Regions from separate parts of the Sus scrofa genome. Here region 1 is linked to region 2. Evidence: chromatin contacts called from public HiChIP or PLAC-seq data. All regions are on one chromosome and are shown on one strand. Each heading gives the region's core, a stretch centred on a gene start, on an enhancer-like site or on the middle of the called end of the contact. The rest is flanking DNA. Distances are from core to core; before and after follow the strand shown.

What was found. HiChIP or PLAC-seq counts read pairs in DNA pulled down with a chosen protein or histone mark.
Region 1: a contact with region 2 is called in an H3K27ac HiChIP or PLAC-seq map of alveolar macrophages. The contact joins two enhancer-like sites. A contact is called at or near these places in 1 of 47 Hi-C or Micro-C datasets (embryonic fibroblasts) and 1 of 2 datasets of contacts at active chromatin or transcription factors (alveolar macrophages).

What each region holds. Positions count from the first base shown.
Region 1 is chr9:72,695,889-72,702,547 of Sscrofa11.1, forward strand. CDK6 (a long non-coding RNA gene) reads right to left here. Exons shown (of 8, transcript XR_002347034.1): 3 at 2,216-2,351. Among named protein-coding and RNA genes, the nearest start is that of CDK6, 66 kb to the right of the region's middle. Within about 2 kb of position 4,738, at least 3 of the 83 cell types and tissues checked have an H3K27ac peak or open chromatin away from gene starts, as enhancers often do. A contact at or near this core is called in alveolar macrophages, where this site is marked.
Region 2 is chr9:72,556,928-72,563,470 of Sscrofa11.1, forward strand. The region is part of intron 5 of CDK6 (a long non-coding RNA gene); the gene reads right to left. Among named protein-coding and RNA genes, the nearest start is that of FAM133B, 56 kb to the left of the region's middle. Within about 2 kb of position 4,349, at least 27 of the 83 cell types and tissues checked have an H3K27ac peak or open chromatin away from gene starts, as enhancers often do. A contact at or near this core is called in alveolar macrophages, where this site is marked.

The DNA of each region.
Region 1 (6,659 bases), core at 3,488-5,987, 140 kb after region 2:
GGGCGCAGCGGAAACGAATCTGACTAGGAACCATGAGGGAGGTTGCGGGTTCCATCCCTGGCCTCGCTCAGTGGGTTAAGGATCCGGCATGGCCATGAGCTGTGGTGTAGGTCACAGAAGTGGCTCAGATCTGGCATTGCTGTGGCTGTGACATAGGCCAGCAGCTATAGCTCCAATTAGACCCCTAGCCTGGGAACCTTCATATGCCGCAGGTGCAGCCCTGAAAAGACAAAAGACCAAAAAAACCCCAACAAAACAAAAAAAGAAAAAAGAAAAAAAAAAAGAAAAAAATAGGATAAAGAGGGAGAGAGATGGAGAACAAGTGCTTTAAGACAAATGAGATCACACCCAGCTGTAAGTGTTGGTCAGAGGATAGCTAGTGTGGGTCATGAAAAAGGTGAGCAGATAGTTATTGATGGGAGGAGCAAAGAAATGGCAATAAGGAGAAAGCCCACAAAGGTAGGAAATCATGAGCCAAACTAAGAGGATGGGGATTCGTCCAATTTGCCCAGAAAGTGGAGGACACGAAAAGGGGCTGTGCTCTGCCGTGCATGCTAAATGTGGTATTCTGGACAAACTCACAAAGGACGGAAATGCAGCCACAGGATCGGAATAGAATTTGAGAGAAAAGAGGGATGCAGAGATATAAGAGAAAAGGTACCAAGAACAGGTATTTAGGAATACTGATTTTTTTTTTTTTTTTTTTTTTAAGGCCACACGTGTAGCATATGGAAGTTCCCCGGCCAGGGATCAAATTGGAGCTGCAGCTGGGGCCTGCGCCACAGTCACTGCAATACCAAAACCAAGCCACATCTGTGACCTATGTAGCTTGCAGCAATGCTGAATCCTTAACTCACTGTATGAAGCCAGGGACTGAACTCGCACCCCTACAGAGATAAGGGCAAGTCCTGAACCTCTGAGCTACAATAGGAACTCCAGGAATACTGACATTTAAAGGCCTTATTTTCTTTGAAACCACTCAAGAAGCAATGAGGCCATTCTTCAGCTCTATGTTCTTTTATGAAAGATAGATGGCAGAAAATAAATTCCATATTGTTCTAAAACCAAAGAAATAATAATTAAATTCTAAATGTATCACCTAGATATCACTAAAAACCATTATCTAACTCTGTTCAGAAAATAAACTATTCTCAGCTATTAAACTATCTAAAGTGACGCTGAATTCTAGGAGTTCCCACCATGGCTCAGTGGTTAGTGAATCTGACTAGCATCCATGAGGACATGGGTTCGATCCCTGGCCTCAATCAGTGGGTTAAGGATCCAGTGTTGCCGTGAGCTGTGGTGTGGGTCGAAGACGTGGCTCGGATCTGGCGTTGCTATAGCTGTAGTGGAGGCTGGCGGCTACAGTTCCTTTTGGACCCCAAGCCTGTGAACTTCCATATGCCGAAGGTGCGGCCCTAAAAAGACAAAAATAAAATAAAGTGATGCTGAATTCAATAACTCACCACTATACAATGAATGATAAGGCAAGGAATCTATTTGACTAAGTCACCTAATTCACAGAAACAAACAGATCTTTATGACAACCTGCATACGATACCCATAGATCTAAAGACCTACTGAGAAGTTCAATTAAGCAGAACAAAGTAAGACTAACATAATTTTGTAAGGAGCTCTTCCCATTAGACTTAAAGGTAGAAAGGACTTCTAGTCAATACACTGCATCTAGCTTGGAGTCCTAAGCCATCTTTGAATCCCAAGAGTTTAGGATGGTACCTGGCACTTATGTTTCCCATAAATATTTTACGAATGAGAAAAAAATGGAGAAAGAAAGGCTTAACAACCAATACTTTGGATTTACATAGCATAGGTATGTCCTGGGGCCAGTATACAATTGTAATATTCTATGCACTCATGAATGATGTCTCAAATTATACCCCTTAGAGTCCATGAACCATCAGAAAAAGCTATATTTACTACACTATACTCTCTAAGATTGGGGCCAGATACTGTACAAATAAATATTTTCTAATAATTTTAATATATATTAGAACTAAAGGGTTTTTTTCCACTGAGCCCTAAAATTAATGAACTAGAATATATCCCATTCTTTAAACATTCCACTTAGTCATCCTAGATGTATTTAACTACATATTGAGTTCCAAAGGCTCTAATTCTGACAATTCTCATAGGGAGAGAATGTCAGTGTTTAACAGTCTATAATAGTATGACAGGCAGAGATAATTCTTGGTACCTTTATGGTTTCAGTGGGCACTCCAGGCTCTGGAACTTTATCCAAATAAGTGGTCAAGTCTTGATCAACATGTTCAAACACTAATGTTAGTTTGGTTTCTCTGTCTGTTCGTGACACTGTGCACACATCAAACAACCTAAAAGGAAAAAGAAAGAGGTATTAAGTAGGTGGCAAAAAGCAAAACAGTAACCTGTTAGTCTTATATGTATCCCTCAATTTGATCACATAATTGGGGGAAAGGCCACATTTAATAATTCCTTATGGTAAATGTAAAGATACCTAACAGGATCTGATACTTTAATATCAATACAAATGTTCAGGAGAGGAGCATGTGGTAAAGTGGAGACAAAATCCATAGTGGCAAAGAAAATGCAACATGACCACAACACAAGAATGTCTGCTTGGAGAGGTACTTAGTTAAGATCTTAGGTAGAACTTGCCGAGGGAGAGAGTTTCAAAACCTGCAGCCTCTAGGAGAAATACAGTCCTTAGCTCACAGTTCAAGAATTATTAAAGAGACAGACTGTGCATTCCTTGGAGATGCTGGCCTCTGCAATTTAGATTTTCCTGGAATTTAAGGTATTATAATCATGCCTATGAAAATAATTATAATGGGATACGGAGAAATTGGGTTTAATTCTAAGAGCGCCTTCTAACCTTGATGAGTCAAATCATTTCCCTGGAAAGGGCAAGAATTCTTGGTTTTAAAATTCTAAATACCATGCTAATTAAAACTATAAATTTTTAACTTTTGGGGGTGGGTGGGGCAGAAATTACACTGGTAAACTATATCACCCTTAAATGATAAAGGCAAGACTGGTAAACTTTATAATTATGTTTGGATGCGTGAATTCAATTTCTCCCATAAAATACTACAACTAATTCAAAATTTAAGTTTGAAAAACAAAGACTTCCATAGTTTGAAAAGAATTTTCAAGCCAAAGGACAAACTTTCCTTTAGTTTCAACAGACATAGAGCACTATCTGGCTCACGAGAAGCTCATCCAACATTTGAAGAATTAAATAAACCACTCAAAACCAAGCTATAAATACATTTCTTGACAAGAATGTAATATAGGTACTGACAAAGGGCTGATAAAAATGCTATCTGCATGATTTTCTTTCATTTTCAAAAATGAAACAACACTTTCTTCAAAGAAACTAACTATAAATGTGCATATAATCCAATTACAAAAATGCAGGGTTGACTCACAATTATCCACTTTGTATGTTACCTCTTAAATTTTTAATACCTATCTAGTTCGCCATGCCACCCGACCGCATTTCTGGGCTAAATGGGCTCCACAACATTTGGTATTTCTCTGTAAATCTAAACTAAACTTTAAAAGAAACTAAAGAACACTATAATTAAGTTAAATCGGATGGGGTGACCACCACCAACAGCCACACATACTTCATAGCCAGACCCAAACTCCTTTTTAATTGTGGGCAGCTTGGGGTGAGTTCTGTAACTTCATTAAAGTCAACTATTAAGATCAACTGAATTTCTTCCTTACATTTATCTACTTTCAAATATCCTGACCTCTAAGTTTTAATCATCTACTTTTTTTTTTTTTAAACTTCTCAAGTCTTCAAATGCAAAAGGTGACTTATTCCAAAAAATTATTTGGACAAAGTAAAAACTCCTAATTAACAAATTCATTAAAAATAATGCCATAAGTCATACTCATGTCATACTGTGAAAAATATGATGGCTCACACACATGGATCTGATGCCTGGGAAATTTATGAAAGCTACTCTTTCAATTTGGTGATTTGAGGTGATGACCATTTTATTCATAGGCTTCCTTGAACCATATTTCCATTAAACCCACCTACTCTGATAGATTTTTTTTTTCTTGTGTTTGAAGAAAAAGGAGTTCCACAATCACCAAACTTCTTCATATCTGAAGCTTCTATTTTTGTGATAAAATAAAATAGCAATGAACCAAACATGGCCTGTACTAAAATCACATAAAAACATGGGAACTGCATCATTACAGTTGTGCTTCTTAAACATTACTTTAAAAAGGTCTTCCATTATAATTAATACATTTCCTTCATTTAATAAAAAGACAGGAGTTCTTGCTGAGGTGCAACGGGATCAGTGGCATCTTGGGAGCACTGCCTGTGACACAGGTTTGATCCTGGGCCAGCTGAGTGGGTTAAGGATCCGGCGTTGTGCAGCTGCGGCTCAGGACGCAACTGAGGCTAGTATCTGATCCCTGCCCCAGGAACTCCATGTGCTGTGGGGTGGCCAAAAGTGAGAAAAAAAATTTTTTTCAAATGAATAAAAGACATTGCTTTATCACTGTTTCCGGTCAGCAAAGATTTTAGTAACCCCAGTTCTCACTGAACTTAACGATTTGTAATATGTAAGACATTTTAGTAATTGCAAAAAAAAAAAAAAAAAGCTTAACAGAGACATAACTGGAAAGCGAAGTGATCATACAGCACTGCCTCACCAAAGGGTCACCTGCTCCCAAACCGTTGTTCAGTTACCTAACAGCCCTGGCAGCATGTTCTGTTGCTTCATCTCACTGAAACCGTTTTCAAACACTCTGTATGACACAATGCAAGAACAACATCCAACCCACAGCAACTTATTTTCCTCAAAGTTATATCACTCTCAATATATTGACTCATTGTTGCCGCCTGCAGCGCCTGGACTCCACACCTGAGATATGCAGAGATGAGCTCCCAAAGCTGCTGCAAACTGCCCTAAATGATAAGCCATGAAGAAAAGGCACTACTTTCAATGGGCAATTGTCTACAAAGTGGAGTTTTAAAGAGACATGTTCAAAGACACATATTTAAAGAGACACAGAGTAAAACTTTCTTGTATAAAATGTTAATGTATATAATTACATATCCTTCCAGGCTACAAAAAAAAAAAAAAAAAAGGTATCCGGTAGAAACGACTCATGTTGATTTAAGGAGATAATTCCTTTTATTTTTTTGAAAGTGCTGTTATTAATTTCATTTGGGAAATGGAGCATATTACAGGTTCCTTAGAAATTTAAAAGTGACATCAAGGGAAGTCAAAGACCTAGAAGACCCTGTAGGTTTGGGGTTCCAATGCTGGCCATCAACATCCTACAGACCCAGGACCATCTCAGAAGACATCCGGGGAAATATTTATACGAAAACATAAAGTTCTTAGTTGTTTAGTAAACATTATCGTACTAAAAGTAATTTACATTAGACACAGTGAGTAGAAAATGCTTTTTTTTTTTTTTTTTTTTGCTTCTTAGGGCCGAACTCATATGGAAGTTCCCAGGGTAGGGGTTGAATTGGAGCTGCAGCCGCCAGCCTACACCATGGCCACTGCAACTCAGGATCCCAGCCTTGTCTGCGACCTACACCACCAAGGCCGAATCCTTTAAGTCACTGAGCGAGGCCAGGGATCAAGCTCATATCCTCATGGATCCTAATCGGATTCATTAACCGCTGGGCCATGATGGGAACTCCAGAAAATGCATTTTGAATCAAGAGCTATAAATATTAATCTTAGCAATGTTTAGAACATAATATTTTTGATGCTTTCTTGTCTACAATGACTCCATCTGGAGCTACCCCAGAGCAAATAATAATCACTTTGGTGGCAATAAAGAGAAGACAGATGCTTTAACATAACAAAAAAGTCTCACATTAAGCAACTGAGCTAATCAACAACTGAAATCCCTGGTATTTGGCAGGAGGTTAACAATCTGTAATATATTTATATAAATCAATGAGGAATGCAGCCAAGCTGCCTATAACCCGTACACTTGCAAAACAAAAGAGCCAGACAGGTCTGAACATCTGAACATAAACACTGGAAAAATAACTTCAACTGTTTGATTCCTTGTGTTGACCAACATCTTAAAACTCTCTAAAACTTTTTTTTTTTTGCTATTTAGTAAACTGACAAAAATAGCACTTCAGTGACTGAATGACTACAGTTTCATAAGAGAACTATCACCTTGTATTGAAGATGAACAAACTATCTCAGTTGACTTTTAGAGGAAACAAAAAACTATCATTCAATATCTATCCATTAGAGCTTGGCTTAATGGGATCCAAGCGAATGTTCAAAAAAGTAGAATCAAAAAGGGGTTCTCAGCATTCACTGAGCCTATGAATCCGGTTTAGCTGTGCAAACACAATCCGAAAAAAGGCAGATAGGTTGTTATCATTTCACAATTAAGTCAGCCAAGCCCCTAACTATCCCATAAAATAAGTCCTCTCCCTGTCTCCATTGTCCTGACCTCCCAGCTGCAGGGCAGAGAGCAAGCGCTGCGGTCCAGCACAGCACTCAGCTTTCCAGCTGTCCTAGTGATGTAATTATCTCATAACAAAATATCTCCATGAATTAACTCTGCATCCGACCCACTGTAATTTGGAACAACTCCTTCCTGTTGACGGTCTCCATTTAACTTGCTATTCTGGATCTATTGCATAG
Region 2 (6,543 bases), core at 3,099-5,598:
TATGGAGGTTCCCAGGCTAGGGGTTGAATCGGAGCTGTAGCCACCGGCCTACGCCAGAGGCCACAGCAACGCAGGATCCGAGCCGCGTCTGCAACCTACACCACAGCTCACGGCAACGCCAGATCATTAACCCACTGAGCAAGGGCAGGGACGGAACCCGCAACCTCATGGTTCCTAGTCGGATTCGTTAACCACTTCGCCACAACGGGAACTCCACAAACTTCTGATTATAAGATAGGCAGACACTAGGAATGTAATGTACAACATGATAAATATAATTAACATTGCTGTACCTTATATATGAGAAGTTAAGAGAGTAAATCCTAAGAGTTTAATCACAAGGAAAAATTTTGTTTTAACTTTGTATCTATGAGTTGATAGCTGTTCACTAAATTTTCTGTAATAATCATTTCATAATGTATTTAAGTCAAATCATTATCCTGTACACCTTAAACAGTGCTTTATGTCAATTATATATACATAAAACTGGAAGAAAAAAAGAAAAAAATGTCCATGAATTAAATACATTTTCCGTACCTACGCTTACAAACGTCTTTTAACTCCCAGAGTTAATCAGCCTTTGGGTACTAATGATATGCAGAAAATGACAAACTTTTGCTTTTTAAGCAAAACCACTATTTTTCATCAAATCTAAGATGCAACCTGCTACCAACAGATTCCAATTTACATCCTGATTCTATAAATAAGCAAAAATGAAAAAATACATGTGCCTCTTGGAAACGCTGACACATGTTAGAACAGCTGGTAAAATAGCTACTTTCTTGTTGAGGACAGTGAAATTCGAAAGTGTACTGGGTTCAGACGCTACTCATTGTTAACTCTGGAACTTAGATCTTCCGTTCCCTTATAGAACCATTTTGTTTCTCAGTTCACTGAATACATAGTTACTGAAAGTTTTTTCCTTTTGAAAGTACCAAAAAAATCCCACAACATCTCAGAGCTTTGGTGAACACACATGGAGAGCTGTCAGTCTAAAGTTCTTGAAATAAAAACAGCAAACAGAAGACACTGACTGCTAAGCACTTTTCAGTTACAACATGCATTTCTTGAAAACTAAGGAATGGCGCAACTTTTTTTTTTTTTTTTTTGGCTTTTTAGGGCCGCACCCTTGGCATATGGAGGTTCCCAGGCTAGGGGCTGAAACGGAGCTGCAGCTGCTGGCCTACACCTCATGGCAATGCCGGATCCTTATCCCACTGAGTGAGGCCAGGGATCGAACCTGCGTCCTCATGGATGCTGGTCAGATTCGTTTCCACTGAGCCATGTTGGGAACTCTAGTGCAACCTTATTAAAGAGTTGTTCTGGAAAATTCAGTCAAGAGGGTTATGGGGTCAACTCTTTTGACATAATTTGGTGACCAGACCTCTGGCTTCCTTTGTCTATCAGTGGTCTGAGGAGCATGTTAGGAAGCTGATAAAAATAGCTTCAGTTAAACTCCAGTCTCTCTCTTCCCTCAAGAAAAGCTTTCTTGCTTAGCAGTGTTACTGGAGAATTTGGGCTTGGTACTTAGAGCCTTCCTGTACTCACTGGAAAACTGGAGTCAGGGCCTCAGGCACCACCAGCCTCATGTCTAATGATCACATCAGACAGCAGGCTTCAACCGCTTTGTACAATTTCCTCTGTCTCCCCCTCTTTTCTGCAGTTTTTTTGTTGTTGTTTCGTTGTTATGGGTAGTGACAGTTTCTGGTTTCTTTCGTTTATCAACGGTTTCCTTTACCACAGCCTCTATTCCTCCCCTCCCACTGGAAGCCTGGCACGACTGGACGCTGGAAGAAAAACCACAACTGAATAGCCTGGCACTTACTTTAACAGTCATTTCCAACCACAGATTAATACTATTACTGGATTTGACTAACGGCTCTCAATCAGCCCAACTGTCATCACTTGAGAACATGTGAGCCAGTGGAAGCCAAAAAAGGGAAAATATAAGCAAATCCACATCATGCTTATAGTTTTACTGATTTCTCATCTTTGGAATCCAGAGGAACTATTCTGAATCTCCTCTTCTTGGTTCTCCTTCAGAATCAGTGTCCTGTATGGATCCAGAGATAAGGCAAACCCCAGCTCCAACTAGCTGGAGGCTTACGTCAGCTGGTGCGGTTGCCATGGACACCAGTGAGCATAAGGGGGCACCTGCTCTGTTGCCGTGGAGTGCGTGTGCATCCTGCACTGTCAGGCCTAGAAGCTGCACTGGCTGCTGGTGTTCACGTAGGTTAAGGACCCGGCATCAAGGTTCATACAAAGGGGTCCTGTAGGAGGCTCTGTGTTGACAGTGCTGGTGCTCCACGCTGGCCTGTCACAATCAGGGTCCAGGCTTTTCTTCTCATTTATTTTGACGCACCAGAGCTAGCACAGGTGGTAGGGTTTTCTGATAAAGACTAAAAGAGGGTGGTAAGGCGTATCATATGGGCTACGAGTGGCTCCACTAAAATCAGGTTCTATCCGAAATCAGAGCTTTCTGCATTAACAAAAACTGCATCATACAACAGGAAAGGCTTTGGAAAGCCGTTAGTGATCCCCATCTTTTGGTCCTGAAAGAATCTAACCTATCTGTGGAGAGAAGAGGATCTGAATCACTATTATTTTCTGATTTAACAATGGTTGGATCCCACTCTGAGTGTTGTGTACACATTAATCCCAGTCTTTTTCCCTAAAAATGTGTTGAAAGTCATGTGATGAATACATATGTCACTGGTGGGAAAATAAAATAGAAAAATCTTTCTGGAGGGCAATTTGGCTCCAGGTATCAAAGGTTTGAGGGTTTAGAATATTCTTTACCTCACCATTCCACTTCTAGGAATTAATCCTAATTCCTGGGAAAAGTGGTGGGAATGAGGGAAACCTTAATTACAAGAACACAGATAACGATCTCGCTTTTAAAAAGGCTTGTGAATTTCACTCACCAAATATTTACTACTTGCCTACCAATATTTAAATACAAATAAATAAGATCATGATTTTTTTATATGAGAAAAACAAGTTACAAAAAGCATGAGCTCATTTAATAAGAAAATCAAAAGATTATAACATACAGGCAAAACAATCAAGACACCTGTTAAGTAATTATTAATGGTCATCTCTTGGCTCCTGGTTGATGGTTTTCTTTCTTCTTCTTTCTCCTCACCTTGAAAAATAAGTATTTTATAGAGCTTTTTTGACATTATATAAATTTCTTGATCTGCATCAAAATATGTTCACTCAAAGTTTTAGCATCATTGATACTTTTCTAAATCTACCATTCTATCTATATTTATTAGTTGGCATTCTAAATTAAGAAAGAGCTTTCCCTTCTCTGCCATTTACTTGTCCACTTCTAAGTATGGACTCACGAACTTGTGTTTTATTTAATGGGTTTAATCCATTTCTATAATTATATATGTTGATGCTCAAATTATTTCAGAATTATCTAATGGTTCCCTTTAAGCTGAATCCTGTGCACTTCTGACATGTTACCATAATTTTTTTTAGCATCTTCTTACTTTCTGGTACAATAAGATGCTCTAGGCTTATCCTGTACGCTTTACTCATATTTTAAAAAAAGTTTTACAGTAAACTAACACGACTTTTGTTAAATGAAGAACACAATGCATACTATTTAAAAAAGAAATCTTATATTAAATGTAAGATTTTAAAAAAAAGTCTAGATTACTGACTTTCTATGGTTCAGAAACATTAAAAGCAATCGAGCTCCTCTTTGAATTCCAAGCGAGATGGAAAAGGGGAGCATCAGCCTCACAAATCTGTATGAAAGGCAATTACGTCCAGCAAGATCATTAAATGCTCAAGTCATTGCTTTTTTTCTTGGTCAAGTCCTGTCAACCTGCCACTAAATGAAAGGGAACAGTTAAAGTACATTCTGTTCAGTAAATGTCTCATAGCTGAATGTCGCCTCACTTCCCCCCTCAGATTAACTGCATAGAAAAATGAGGGGGACAAAATCATTTTCATCTGTGATTGAGTTTCTTCCTGCTGACTGTTTGGAGTTTCCCTATGAGTTGTTGTGAGCCACCTCTTCCTGTGGTTCCAAACAAGAATCTCTGACAGCTGATTACACCCTGGGGACTGCACTCTGGATTCTGTGAGGTACTAAGGACAATGACACAGGGGTCCCCAATTCCTGCCTGTCACAGTTAGTAGAGCCCTCACCTGGAGTGCCTGTCTGGCTTCTCTACTCTTGCTAGATGGGTTTGCTGAAACTCACTGTATGCTCAGCCTCTAACCAGACTCCTGGATCAGTTTTAGCCTTTGTGGTGACTGTGGTGGGGTGGAGGGGAAGAGACACCAGGAACCCTGCGACAATTAGTCACTACTTCAATATTGAGTCATGTGGCCATCCTGCCCAGTCGGCTGTGACCTAAGTTCATACTTTGTGCTCTTAGGCATGAGGCTTTGCCTAAACCTCAGCACTACAGGTCCTATGTTTTTTGACTCTGAGTTCTTCTTCTTCTTCTTCTTTTTTTTTTTTTGTCTTTTTAGGGCCACACCCGAGGCATTGGGAGGTTCCCAGGCTAGGAGTCTAATCTGAGCTGTAGCCGCTGGCCTATGCCACAGCCATAGCAATGCAGGATCCGAGCCGCGTTTGCAACCTACACCACAGCTCATGGCAACACTGGATCCTTAACTCACTGAGCCAGGCCAGGGATCAAACTTGTGTTCTTATGTATACCAGTCACATTCATTTGTGCTGAGCCACGACAGGAACTCCATTTTTGACCCTGAATTCTTCAAATGCCTAGGGTTACCTCTGACAAGAAGTCACCCCTTATCCTGTTCTAGAAAAATGATGCCCCAAGGCACTTTAACAGTATGAACAAAAATAACAGTGGCCAAGTTTTGCTAAGCATAGGCAGTGCGAAACAAAAACTCACTACTTTACATGTGCTGTTTTATTTAACCTCAGATTAACACTAGGTGAGAGGTCTATATTAATATCCTCATTTTACAGTTGAGGAAACTGAGGTCGAGAGATGGTTAATAATGAGTCACCATTAGCCAACTAAGAAGTGACAGAGATGAAACTAGATGCTCCAAAGCCAGAGCTTGCAACCACTTCACTAGACTGCAGCCTCAGAGATGGAACTGTTAGTGGATTGGAGACTCTGAACAAAAATTCCAGGTTTTTTTTTCTTTAAAGAAAAAGTAATGAATGGAAACCACTCTGGTAAGCTGGATGTTGAGACCAAGTGGTGTTGCTTATTTGAATCTAAGAGAGGGATGGAGGGATCCTAAGGAACCGTGAGTCCACTAAGAACACGAAACAAGTCTGCCACACGGGACTTCAAGTATTCCTTCATTCCTTCAGCATCTTGAGAATCTGGAAGGCTCTTCACTGCTGAGTGCAGGGAACATAGGAATGAGGGAACTGATGTGGTCCCTGATCTTGTAGGGCTTATAGTTCAGATACGGAGAAAGGAAAGCAATCTGTAAAGGGTGAGTATTATGAAGAAAATAAGATGCTCTGGTGAAGAACAGTGTGGTTAGGAAAGGCCTCTCTAAGGAGGTGACATTTAACCTAAAGGATGACACAGAAGAGGAAGAGCTGATGAGGTCTATTCATTTCTCTTTCATCTTTAGCAACAACTGGAATTTTCAAGTGCTTTTCAAGGGTTGTTGACAACTCGGGTTCTGTTAAGCAGGTCAACCACTGCCTTACAATCCCATATGCTTTATCACTAATGCCTTCTCCACCCAGTTCAAAACATCACAAATATGACACAAATGAGATTTGACTATCCAGTCTAGAACGATCCTCATTTTTTTCCCCCTCCATACAAAGAAGCACTTCAGAATCAGGGACAAGACGAATGCTCTTTGCATCTCGCAGAGTTCATCCAAGTGTACTAGTTGTTTCTCCCCCGTGGAACTGTCCTATCAGCTTTAGGAAAGATGATGAAAGAAAAGAAATGGGCCCAGAGGATCCAGAGAAAACAAGGCCACACTTGCTTTTCATGTGGGCCCTTAGTGGGGAAGAGTGGAAGGCAAAAGCAGGGAACTGGGTCCAAATTTTTTTCTATCAATGCTGTGGTCTGAGGCACTCAAAACCAGAAGGCTTTTAGGGCCAGCACCGGGGAGTTCTGACCTGCCTTCTTTGCATTTCTGGAAATGGCTATTTCATTATTATCTTACAAGCAGAAATTCAGCAGCGTTAGCTGAAGGCAACAGCATGAAGACTCAGGGTCTTCTTTTATTAGAATCCAACTGCGCTTTTCTCTGCAAGAAGGGACGCTCCCTGAGGATATGTGGGGTTGGAACTGGACGCCACACATAGCTAAGAAGGGGCATTTTGGATGTTTAGAGAATCATGATTATTTTTTCGGTGTGTGTGTACAAAGACTGTAATAAAATGGTCCCGTGCTTGCTTTCTTTTTCTTTTTCTTTCTTTTTTTTTTCTTTTTTTTTCCTTTTCTAGGGCCGCTCCCGTGGCATATGGAGGTTCCCAGGTTAGGGGTCGAATCGGAGCTATAGCCACTGGCCTACGCCAGAGCCACAGCAACGCGGGATCCGAGCCGCGTCTGCAACCTA